Regions from separate parts of the Mus musculus genome. Here region 2 is linked to region 1. The links are chromatin contacts, called in public promoter capture Hi-C maps. All regions are on one chromosome and are shown on one strand. The core of a region is the stretch at or near the end of the contact, and the rest is flanking DNA. Distances in the headings are between cores, read along the strand shown. Region 1 overlaps Cobll1 (Cobl-like 1). Region 2 overlaps Cobll1 (Cobl-like 1).

Region 1 (5,980 bases), core at 447-2,946:
CTTGAGGAGATAGATGAAAAGGAAGAACTCAGCGAGGCATCTAAAGATCCGGCTGGAAGTATTTCTGTGAAGTCGCCTGACATTGCTTCAGCATCGACTGATATGAGAATTACAGTGGAGAAGGATCCTGATTCAGCCCTCGGCATCAGTGATGGAGAGACCTCTCCAAGCTCCAAGGGAAAAACTCAAGAAGGCAGAAGCACAGAGGGGCAGTAAGTAGTTTCTGTGTCTCAAGTGTTGGTGGTGGTTTGTTGGATTAATGCTTTTCTTGGAAAGACAACTGATATTTTAAGCTTAGCTATAGTTGGCCATGTCTTTTAGATTCTATCTCTCGTACTATCCTTGTTATATGTAATTGTGTTCAAGTGAAAAGGCCAGTTCAAGAGTTGTAGCATCCCCATGTTAGATAACCATCACACATAATGCTGATTAATTGTAATTAATACAATTAATTTGTCTGAGTCTAAAATATTCTGTTTTTTTCCATATATTTTGTCTATTATCTGCTTGAACCAAAAATATCATTGACTTTTCACTTTGTATCGAATACATTTGAGCACTTTCACTACCTGGACTGTGAAACCACCCTATAGTTAGAAGTAAATTAAGCCCCTGCATTGTGACACTCAAGTCTGTGACGCAAGAACCATTGTCCATCTGATGCAGAGGTTTTGAAAGCTCTAGTCCACTAGTGCTATGTTTGAAATGTTAAGATGAAATGCACAAGCCTATGAATAAAGATGAAAGCAAACAAGCAAAATAAGCTTTCTTCATCAGAAGTTTGCCTAATTTGCATGGGATTGTCTTCCTAATTAAACTCTTCTGAGAAAAAATCAGAGAGGTCAATTCACATTCTGATTTATGGAGTTGACTTTGCCAGATTCAAGGCTAAATTGCCCTGTTTATTTCCTTTTGTCTTTAGGATAAAAATAGCTCCTAATAACTAAGTAAAGACATTCATTTGGAAGAGTGTCCATTTTACCAAGCCTCTTACATCTTCCTTTGCAGTAGGACCAGTGTACCCAAGCTAATGTTTGCATTAGCATTTCCTCTGTTCTGTTTTTTCTTTGCTATCAAGTTTCTAATATTTGGCAGAAGGGGGTAATTATTTCAGTCCATCTGTCTTTGAAAAAATTACAGCCTAGTTTCTTTGATGGTCTGTTTGAATTACCTTCATATCTCACATACAGTGTCTTGTCTTCCAGAGGGCCGTATCATCCTGTTGTAGGCCATATAGGCAATGAGGACAGAGTATCTGACAGTATAAAAGACATGAAGACACTGGGCCCAAACCAGGAGAGTGGTGAGTGTTACAAACAGTAATGGCCAGCACTGTCATAGACTGATGAACCAAGGAATGTTCTTAAGGACATGTTGAGGCAGCTCTTTCATGTCTTGTTTCATTTAATACCTGTCTCATTTATGAGTATTTGAGAACTGTTATTCTTAGTTTTCATGTCACAGATGAGTAAACCACGAAGATACTGTCTCATAACTAGTAAGAGGTGGACCTAGGATTTGAACATGGAAAGTACCACAGTGATCCTTTTGCTGTGTTGCTGCTCCTCGTGACGACCCACCTTTTGAGGCTATAGAAGTTAAATTTCAGATCCTAGGCTTTGGGCCTCTGTGCATCTGTCTGTGACCCGAGTTCCTCTCAGTTCCCTAGTGCATGTTTTACTTAATACTCAAATTGCCACACTCTGGATGAAACTTGCCTGCCTGATTTTCAAGCCATCCAGTTGTGCAACATTGTTTGCCACTATTTCTCCATTCTTACGCCCAAATTAAGGCAGTTTCTTCTTTTGTTCATGATGTAACAGGTTCAGTTCTGTCAGTTGGCATAGGGCCTTGCTGTCCTTGAATAGCAAACTGTTTCCATCTACTTTGGCTATTCAGTTTCCATCCACACCCTTCTCCTGTGTTAAATTTGTTACTTGATTACTACAAGCCATGCACTTCTGAATTCCTGGCTTTCCAGCCAACTCGTACAGTGTTGGATAAGGGAACTGAATCTATGACTTCCTGTGAAACTTTTATAGCACAGAACAAGATGCGAAGACACATGTAACATATCTACATAGGACTGCGCTTGAGCATAGAATAATGCTCAGTGGAGAAGTCAAGGAATGCATGATGATACATACATCTTAAGGGAATGAGAAAGCCTATGAAGTCCTATGGTTCATTCTGTGCTAAGTGAAAATTTTAATAGTTATAGAAAACAAACACAGGGCTATAGAATTCCTATTTGGGAAAGAAATGGATAGTTTAATACTATTGTTGTCAATAGTATTGACAATGAAGATGTGTGTAGTGGTGGTGGTTGTGGTAGTGTGTGTGTTTGTCCTGCGTGTACTACAGTACTCCATAGGTAATGTGAATGTGTTTATATCTGATTTTTTTTCCAATTTTAGTATTCTTCTCTGATAGTACATTACAATGTTCTAAAACTCTTCTTGGTTCTGATTTTCATTGTATACACTGTTATGGCAATAGTGCTGCTATTGAAAAACCAGGATTTTATAACTATTACATTTGGGAGTTAATTTACTTACTTATTTCGCAGTGCTAGGGTTTGTATACAGGACTTTGAACACAGAGGGGAGGCCTATAACACTTATGTAGATCCCAGTCTTCAGAGATCTTCCTTACACAGGGCATGAAGATGCATAGCTGAGTTCTCAATACTCAGAAGGCTAAGACACTAACCCTGCTAAAATAGTAAACCTATCTAAAAATCAACCAGTCATCCCCTTTTTAACTTGATAGTCACAGCAGTAAGATTTTGACACCAGGCTAATGGTAGGTTAGTTACAAGAATATCTCAGTAATATTGTCTGTGATCTACATGTACTTTGTAGTAACCTTTATCAACTTGTAGGTGATTTTAGAAAATCATTTCTATTATCCTTAAGATGTTTTATTCCCCCTTTCCTCATATGCACTTATCCAAACCATCGTTTTGTACCATTGTAGAAGTCAATATTAGTTTTGAATCATGAAAAAGTAGAAACATAATGCAGTAGCTACCTTCTCCCTCTATTGGCATCCTTGGAACTGATGCAGCCATTCATAGACATTGGGTGAGCATCATCTGTTGCAGGAAATATCTAGAGCTAACCCGTGTGCCAGGTGATCTCATTCACTCCATCTCTTGGCCTGCCAACTCACCAGCCTGCATAGGCCACATGGCTCCCACCAGGCCATCTCTTGGATGGGCTCCCCTGTGTTCCTCTCACTTTCACACAAGTGCCTCACACACCCCTGGTTAGCCAACTCAACACCTAATTACCCAGTAAAATCAAGACTCTTAATGCTTAGTTAGCCAATCAGATGTATGTATCAATAATAACATGATTTACAAGATGCCAATACAAAATTTCAGAGCCAAATGATAATGAAAAAGCTTTAACCCAATTATTCTAACCTTTTGATAATACCATGTCTGCCTCGGTTCTGGTTCTCCCTCATCTCCTTCGATCTCTCTCTCTGTCTCCTCAACTCCTCGCTTTACCTTCCTTTGCCTGTCCAATCATAAGCCTCCCATTGCCCTAATGGGATTGGACAGGGAAAAGCCTGCAACAATCGTTAGATATGAACAAGGGTGGGCAGCTCATTGGGCAGCAGGGTACAGGTTGTCTTCTTCACAGCCTTTGGGAATAATTGTGTATTAGAGGGAACTAGAGAGTGATTGATAGATCAACTCATGGAAAATCTGAGACCTGAAATTCAGAGTCTCAACATTAATGAATTAAAGTTGCTTATCAAGGATTTATAAAAATATTTTTACACGTGATTATTTTTCCATAGACACAGCCCATATTGTTTTCTTTGCTCAATACTTTCCTTTGTATTATTAGGCTGAAAGTGGATTGTAGCACTCAAATTATCCAGTTATAGATAGGTGACACACATTGAAAAATTGAATTCTTCATTTTAAAATACATTCTTGACAATATTTTTTTTTTCCTCTCAGTAGTTCAAAATGAAATCATGGTCTGTGCCACAAGCACAGATTATGTGAAAAACAGACCGGGGAAAATGGAAACCACCATAGAAGGCGAAGGCGAAGCTCTGAAGAAAGCCAGCGACATGGAAACTGATAGATTGTCAGGCTCTCCTGCATGTAGAATGGACAATGTTAAAAGTTCGAGGGAAAATCATCTAACAGCATCGCCAGGACCAGATCAAAAATTGAATCAACCAGGTGTAGAGAAGACGAAAATGCAGGATGCAGCAATTCAGGCCACCCCTGCCCGCGGCACTTTTGATGGGAATCACGAAGTCAGTAATTCATCTGACCCCAGGGCTGATGAGACTGTGCAGACTTCGGATGGCAGCATATCAGCTCAGCACTCCTCTGCAAGTCTCCAGGATTCTGTAAATGCCTCAAGAGAATTCAGGAGTCAGGGCACCTCAACTTATGTACAAGATAGACTCCCTGAGAAAGAGCCAGCTTGTACATATGGGAACAATGTCCCTTTGTCACCTGTAGATGGAAGTAATAAGAATCCAGCTGCTTCTTACCTAAAGAACTTTCCACTTTATAGGCAAGACTCCAACCCCAAGCCAAAACCGTCAAATGAAATCACGAGAGAGTATATACCTAAAATTGGAATGACTACTTATAAAATAGTACCTCCGAAATCCCTGGAAATGGCGAAAGACTGGGAATCAGAAGCAATGGGGAGGAAAGATGACCAAAAGATGCTCCCTGTAGGGCAGAGGCATACGATTGAGAATATGACAGAAACTTCCATGCAAACAGAAGTCCCTGCTACTTCTAAAAGCTCACAGCAGCCTCAGCCTGACCTTAAACCAAAGCCCAGCTCAGGAACAGAGCGTCATTTGCACAGGACTTTGAGCTCACCAACTGGTACCGAGACGAACCCTCCCAAAGCACCCAGAGTGACTACAGACACTGGCACCATTCCTTTTGCGCCAAATTTGGAAGATATAAACAATATTTTGGAGTCAAAATTTAGATCCCGAGCTTCAAATCCCCAGGCCAAACCAAGTTCATTCTTTTTGCAGATGCAAAAGAGAGCATCAGGCCACTATGTGACATCTGCAGCTGCTAAGAGCGTCCACACTGCCCCTGGGCCTGCCCCTAAAGAGCCAACAATCAAGGAGGTGCAGAGGGACCCACAGCTTTCTCCAGAACAGCATCCTTCTTCCTTAAGTGAAAGGACTCACTCTGCTCCGCTGCCCAATATTTCAAAAGCTGATGATGATATAATTCAGAAGCCTGCCGAGACCTCTCCTCCTCCTGTAGCTCCCAAACCAATGACTCTTCGTGCCGAGACCTCTCCTCCTCCTGTATTTCCCAAACCAATGACTCTTCCTGCTGAGACCTCTCCTCCTCCTGTATTTCCCAAACCAATGACTCTTCCTGCCGAGACCTCTCTTCCTCTTGTATTTCCCAAACCAATGACTCTTCGAGCCGAGACCTCTCCTCCTCCTGTAGCTGCCAAGCCTGTGGCTCTCCCTGGTAGTCAGGGAACATCACTAAACCTGAAGACCTTGAAAACATTTGGGGCCCCAAGACCATACTCCAGTTCTGGCCCCTCACCCTTTGCCCTTGCTGTGGTGAAAAGGTCACAGTCGTTCAGTAAGGCATGCCCAGAGTCAGCCAGTGAGGGCTCCTCTGCCCTGCCTCCAGCTGCCACACAGGATGAAAAGACACATACAGTAAACAAGCCTACGGTGGGCTCCCAACATGGTGATGGTGATAAGGTAATCCTGAACTTTTCCAGTCTAAGTAATCACATGCTAGAACAACTTGGTTAAAGTAGCCCGTTTTATACCAATAATTTATGCATTACCTAGCTCTGAATTAATGTCTTCGGGAAAAGGCTGGTAATGCTTAAGAACCTGAGGTTTTACTCTGAGAATTATAATTCATTTAACTCGGACCTTGTTATAATGGCATTGTTATATAATTGAATCATTAGCAAATCCGTTAAAGTTTCTTTAC
Region 2 (6,429 bases), core at 3,917-6,416, 88 kb before region 1:
TATGTGGTGAGTATAAGGCCACCTTCCTTTTATGGTTTTGGTCTTTTCCTACATGTCTAGCCTGTACACTCTGCTGATGGCTTCCTCCTCAGGTGGGTTACTCAGGGAGATGTCCATCCCTGACTTTTTGAAGAGGCTTTCAGTTGCTTTACAAAATATTGTACGTTTAGATTTTTTCAGTTGTTACCTTGAGATGTTGTCAGTGTATTCTTACATTCTTTCATAGAAAGCATAGATCTAGGTGAAACAGTTTGAAGTTAAGTAATTTTTGACAAGATGTCATAGCAGGTGTCATGAATGAATGTCTCAGCATGTTTCATAAGGAGATCTAGTGTCTATGGGGCTCTATTCTTGTGGCATACTCTTGGAGTACTTAGTACTGTTTGCCAAGTCAGCTAAACTTCCTTTCCTTATATTTGTGATCCATACATACTGAGAAATCAGATGTTTCCGTCCTGATAAAAGATTTGTATATTTCCCTTAGAATTTAGTTTTAAAATGTAGAAAGACCAATGTACATTTTAATTTGTCATTTTATTAACTCTAAGTACCAAAGAGTTTCTCTAACCCCAGTCATCTCTTTCAATGGTTTAGCACTCTGGATATTGGAGATATGTGTTCTTAGGAGTTTTAAAAGTGAAGATTGAATTCATTGTCCTGCGGAGAATTTTTTTTTTTTCACTGAGTGGTGCATATTGTGGTCAACATAGCAACTTGGGGGTGAGAAAAGATTAGGGAGTGCATGCAAAAATATGCTTAATAAAACATAATAAATGAACAGATATTATCAAAAGCAATGCTGTGAGAAGATTTTAATGTAAATGTTTTATTTACTAAATTGAATATTGTGGAAATTGTATATTTTTCTCTCATTTTGCCATGTACTATCTCTTTATCTTCTCTTCTATATGTCCAGCAATCTCTTGTTGGAGCATTTTATTTATATCCTCTAAGCATTCTGAGGACTTCAAAACATCATGTTGTTTAAGCATACTATAAAGAGTCCCCTTTTAGAATGTTATTGTAAAGGAATCGTTTTTAAAAGGACGTTTTAAAAAGTAGTTTCCCTTTCAAAATAAACATATTTGATTACTTGATATGTGGAGCCCACTTTCCCTAGGGACGGAGATGAGAAGAGTCTAGAAGGAAGTGGGTTTCGTAAAGACTGGTTGCGGTGATAAGTATTTCTCACAATTCGCTTTTGTTTTTATTGGCTCCTGCTGTTGGCATTGACTTAAAGGGCTTTAAGATTCATATTCTTTTTTAAACAATACTAAATCTAAAAACACTGGTACTTGTTGGGCGGGGAAAGTATTTTCGAGTTTAGCAAAGTCTCTGGCTCTGAGATATTGGGCTGACCCAATATGATGCTGCAACCTGAGGATTTTGTGGGTTGTAGGACTCCCCTGTGGCCTGGTTAGTCCTGTCCTTCCTTCTCTGCTTTTGGCACAGCCCAGCAGTGTGCACCTGGCTGGCCATTGGAACGTGTCAAGTGCAATGAAATCTTCTGGGCCATCACTGTGCCCAGCAAAGGGTGACTGACGTATCGGAATTCTAACTATGGTACTGGGATGTTCTTTAGGGGCATTGTTCTGGTTATGTCTGCAGTCCTCATGCCACACTGTCCTCCTCCCACAGTGCAATGAGATGACGTATCCACAAGTGGACACGGGGTTCTGTTCCCTCCAGATTTGCCAGTAGTGCAGGGATACCTCTGAAACTTAAGGTAAATTCCCTTTATATGGGATACACAGTCTTTAGACAAGTGTCATTTTCTCTTAAGTCTCTTGTGTGATTAGTGGCACACATCATTGAAGGATTATAGCCACAGTCCATGGTATAAGAATAGACATTGCTGGCACCAGGATGCAGATGGAGAGGCCGGGGTTCAGTCTCTACCTTTCAGTTGAAGTGCTAGTTATTCATCTTACAGAGATTGGTACATTATAAAGTCAGATAATTCTGTTGTTTAACAAAGAAAGTTTGCCACCAACTTTTCTATGACTCTGTCATTTCTAAGTGTGTGTTACCTTGTCCTTATATGTTGGAAACCGCATGAATTGAAAGAGGTTCTTATGAATTATGAATAAATAACTAAATAGTTTATATGCATGCTGTTTTGAAAGTGTCCCTTTAAACTTCATTAGTATTAACACATGCACATACCCCTGTCATCTAATTGAAAATTGCTTTTCTAGTGGTGATATTCATTGTTTGTAAACTTCATAGCAGTTTACAAAGCAATGTTCTGCTAGGACTGTGTATTCCTGTAATCCTAGCCACTGCCAAGGTGGAGGCAGGAGGGTAAACCAGCTTGAGCAACCTAGAGAAATCCTGTCTCAAAACGAAATTATAATAAAAAAAAAAAGTGGGGGCTGAAGGCAGTTTTTAGTGATTGAGCAGTTGTTTAGCATGCTTGAGTTCCTGAATCAAAGCCCTGGTAACAGAAAGGAACATAAGGACTTGTTTATGGTCTCATGAGCCTGCAGGAAGTAGGAACTTATGCTGGTCTGCATTGTTTAATGTCTTTTCCATTGGTGTTTCTCATACACTCATTGTTTTTCATGTTGTTCCTTGTCTTCATATGGGCCTGGCGGCATTGAGAAGGAGTTTACATGCAGCTTATGGGGAAAATATGATTGCTAAAGTCTCTTCAGGTAAACTGTGTTTTTAGATCACTAGTGATTTACATTGTTCAGGATTTAAGTTGTGAGCCTTGAGAAAGGTGACACGTTATGATAATTGTCTGTTACAAAATGTATCTCAAAGTTACGTGAAAATACTTGAAATTAAGTTGTGTTGGAAATGTAATTTACCAAATTTGTAAAGTGGCAAATAAAAACTGTAGGATCTTTTGCTTGTATTGAACATCTAAGACAGTTTTAATTTCTCATTTTGAAAATTGTCTTGGAGCCTGACACCTGCCTTTAAAGAAGAATTATAAAGCACTATCATATCGAATTCTTCTGGGTGAGAGAAGTTCCGTTCGTTCTCACACTGGAGAGTGGAGGTAGCCCCAGAAGGGAGAAGGTGCCTCTAAGGCTGACTCATTCCCTTGGCCTGTCTGGTCCCTATGGATACGCTGGATACACCACAGAGCCTCCTGTCTCTTGAAGGATCCTGGAGGCTGATTATCTCCAGCAGGAGATAAGGTTGTTGTTCTTTTCTTTCCCCAGCAGAATAGGGATCCCTGATTAGGGGTAGAATGGAATTTCGGGGTAGGAACGTTTATGGGTGGGGAGCCTTGGGTGTGTCTTCCAGTGGAATGTCTACTCCAAGAAGTGATTCCAGGATCTGGTGGGCCTGGAAGGGAGTCAGTCCGGGGCTGGAGCAGAACAGGTCACTTAATCTTCTCCCTAAATATTTATTTTAGTGCAGGGACATGTGAAGGGCAGTGTCTGCAGGCAGAGTTTATGCTCAAAAGTATTCTCTCTAGATCTAAAGCATAAGTAGAAAATTGTAAATATTTAAAGCTAGACATTTTATTTAGCCCGAAACCATTTACTAATACTTTTTTTTAAAGGTGAAAAACGTTTTCCTCCGCGGGACATGTAATGCTTAGGGCTCATTATAGATGCAATTTACACAAATGCTATATAATTGTTACCGCTCAGTGTGAATTTGAGGAAATCAAGGCTTGAAGATCTAGAAGTTGGCTCGAGCTTACTGAGTAATGGAGTCTTCATTTGGATTCCTTTGCCCTTGAGTTACTTGTTTCTTAATCACCACCCTATATTGAAACAGTAGCCACTTTTAATTATGTGATAGTTGAAGCCCCAACTTTGTTCTATGAGGAGCCAGTGGGGATTGGTTCTGGGCATGCTTCTACTTTCTTAAAGCCTCATTTGCTGTGTGTCTGTCAGGCTGTAGTTTCCTGAGTCCAGACAGGGTGACTTTAGAACCTATGAGAGCAAAGGAGCCCTCAAAATTAGCAGCGTGATAGGCTGTTTCATTCTTATGTTAAATGTTCTTATTATTTCTTGAGACATCATCTCACTGTGTCACTGAGGTAGGTCTTGAACTCCCGAACTCAAGGAATCCTCAGGGTCCTGGGTAGCTATAGTTAGAGCATGTGTGATACCAGGCAGTATGCTGACCTTTAAAAAATAAGTCCTTGAGCGTCAGGAGTTGAAGGAGGCTTTTGTCTGTTGTCTGCGTACTGGTTTTCTAACTTGAAGTGCATTAGAGAATGTCCATTACCTTGCTGGTAAACCATTTCAGGACTGGAGAATTCAGCTTACTGGACGAACTTTCCTTACTAGTAATCTCTCCCTTGGTTAGTTCTGACTTTTACTTTGGAGGTAGACTAAGTTGTTAGACATTACAACAAATCATCTTCTAGACTTTATGATTATATAATGAAATGGTTGAGAGCTGGGATTGTAGCTCAGTGGTGGAGTGTGTACATAGAGTGTTGGAGGGCCTGAGTTCCCGTCCCTGCATCACACACCATCAGTGTGCACCGCCCCCCCCCTCACACACACACACACATACACAGACACACAGAGACACACACACACACACAGACAGACACACACACACATCTTATACATAAAGGAGTTGCACACTCATTTGATCTATTTCATATTTTAATATGAATGTGTGTTTTCAACTTTCAGTTTCAGGAAATAAAGGGATGAACATACACTTTTAATATTTTTGTCTTTTTTGGTTTCTAGAGTTAGGGTCTCAGTACGTAGCTCTGGATGTCTTGGAACTATGCAGACCAGAGTGTCTTAGAACTCAAAGAAATTGGCTTGCTTCTCTCTCCCTAGTGCTGAGATTTAAGGCACAAGTCACTACTTGAGCTGATGCACACTTTTAAACGGAACAGAATTTCATGAGAAACTGTAAAAAGGCTGGCATCTTGGGGTAGAACGGTCTTTAGGAGCAGTGAAGCCAGGGCTATCATGTGCAGGGATGCCATTCCTGTAGCCAACCAGAGACATGACGCCTGTGCTAAGGTCAGCAGGTGGGAAGGCTGCTTCTCAAGTACAGTTAGGATCCTGAATCACAGAGGACCACAAAGGGGACTCTCGGTAGCTCAGATCCTGTTCATATAAAAACAGCATCTGCTTTGCAGCTTTTACACTCAGCAGTGACTGTACGGGGTTCCTCTCAGAGGCAGAGCACAGCGGCCTTGCTGAGATCATGTCCTTCCTGCTCTCTGGCCTGCAGATCTGCTTAGCAGAGCCCCGGGCGGAAGGGAACCTGGGCTGGGGAATACTCTGGGTTTTGGGTCTGTCGTTCAGGAAGGTACACAGGAAGGAAGCTGATGCTGGGGTTTACCCAATCCACTGTAAAAGTGTGATGAGATGTTTGCTGGTTTCCATAGCCACATTTCCTGACCTGTCTCGTCCCCAGCCATCATGAAAATGTCACCTTTGGTCCTTTTATTAGAGTCCCATCGTGCAGAAAGTTTACTCAGTTTCTGCTTTTCTGTATACTTAGGTGAAAAAGAACTCTTATCCATGCCATGGGTGTGTTCTCAGTGAAAACACATTAAATGTGATTAAGTTGTAACACTTAGCTTTAAGGTTTTTTTTTTTTTTTTTTTTTTTTTTTTTTAGCTTTAAGGTTTTTTGAGAAGCTGATTTTTACAGCACGTGGAAGGAGTTGAGGAATGCCAGGAAAAACTATATGTAATACATAACATTTTATATTATATCTTATATACTGTATTTGTGATTATATAATACCATAATTTAAATATATATGCATAATAAAAGTGGGCTACTCAGAATGATGCATTATATAGATACAATATATACTTACACATTTATATAACTTATCTGAATGGAATGAAACCTAGATGTGAACTTTGCTGGGGACTTTGATGAAAGAATTCTTTGAAGAGGCAGTTACAAGCTGATATTTTAGGTTCTGCAGAAACATGAGAAGGAAGGAAGTTGTTTCTAGGCTGGGTTTGTGGTTTTTTGGGGGATGTTTTTAGATCAAGTGCCTTCCTAACACGGCTTAGTCTCACTTAGTTTCTAGAGAGACGTTTTCCCTCAGTGGCCGGTGATGTCCTGTCCGCGCTCTGATTTCACTTCTGAGATTCCTCGTGTAGTTTCTATTTTCCTATCTCCCTAGCAGCTTTTCTATTTACTGCACAAGTGCTGGCTCCCAGCACACAACATAAGGGGCACAGGTGAATGGAATTCTTTGTTCTTGATTAATTACAAAGAGTATGTGTATTTTAATGTTTTTTTCCTTCATTTGTATTTTTATCTGCTTCATCTGTTTTTCTTACTGCTTTTGAATGTAGAAGAAGAAAGAAGAATGGTAAGCCTAAAATGAAAACAGAAGAAAACCAGGGCTGGGGTGGGAGTGGGGACCAGCTGACTGTTTTAGAAGCATTCAGAGTTGCATAGTTAACCAGTGAATGTCAAGTGTATGGAGATGTAGCTAGTGGTCTCAGCTGAGAGT

What was found. Capture Hi-C pulls out chosen DNA fragments and counts their contacts.
Region 2: a contact with region 1 is called in a promoter capture Hi-C map of adipose tissue. The contact joins two enhancer-like sites. A contact is called at or near these places in 1 of 15 datasets of contacts at CTCF or cohesin (CD8 T cells), 3 of 115 datasets of contacts at active chromatin or transcription factors (CD8 T cells, heart atrium and memory CD8 T cells) and 1 of 9 other capture datasets (adipose tissue).

What each region holds. Positions count from the first base shown.
Region 1 is chr2:65,097,392-65,103,371 of GRCm38.p6, reverse strand. Cobll1 (Cobl-like 1) reads left to right here. Exons shown (of 14, transcript NM_177025.6): 10 at 1-212; 11 at 1,206-1,303; 12 at 3,983-5,739. Among named protein-coding and RNA genes, the nearest start is that of Grb14, 78 kb to the right of the region's middle. Within about 2 kb of position 1,696, at least 32 of the 459 cell types and tissues checked have an H3K27ac peak or open chromatin away from gene starts, as enhancers often do. A contact at or near this core is called in adipose tissue, where this site is marked.
Region 2 is chr2:65,188,323-65,194,751 of GRCm38.p6, reverse strand. All of the region lies in intron 1 of Cobll1 (Cobl-like 1), which reads left to right. Among named protein-coding and RNA genes, the nearest start is that of Gm13594, 42 kb to the left of the region's middle. Within about 2 kb of position 5,166, at least 131 of the 459 cell types and tissues checked have an H3K27ac peak or open chromatin away from gene starts, as enhancers often do. A contact at or near this core is called in adipose tissue, where this site is marked.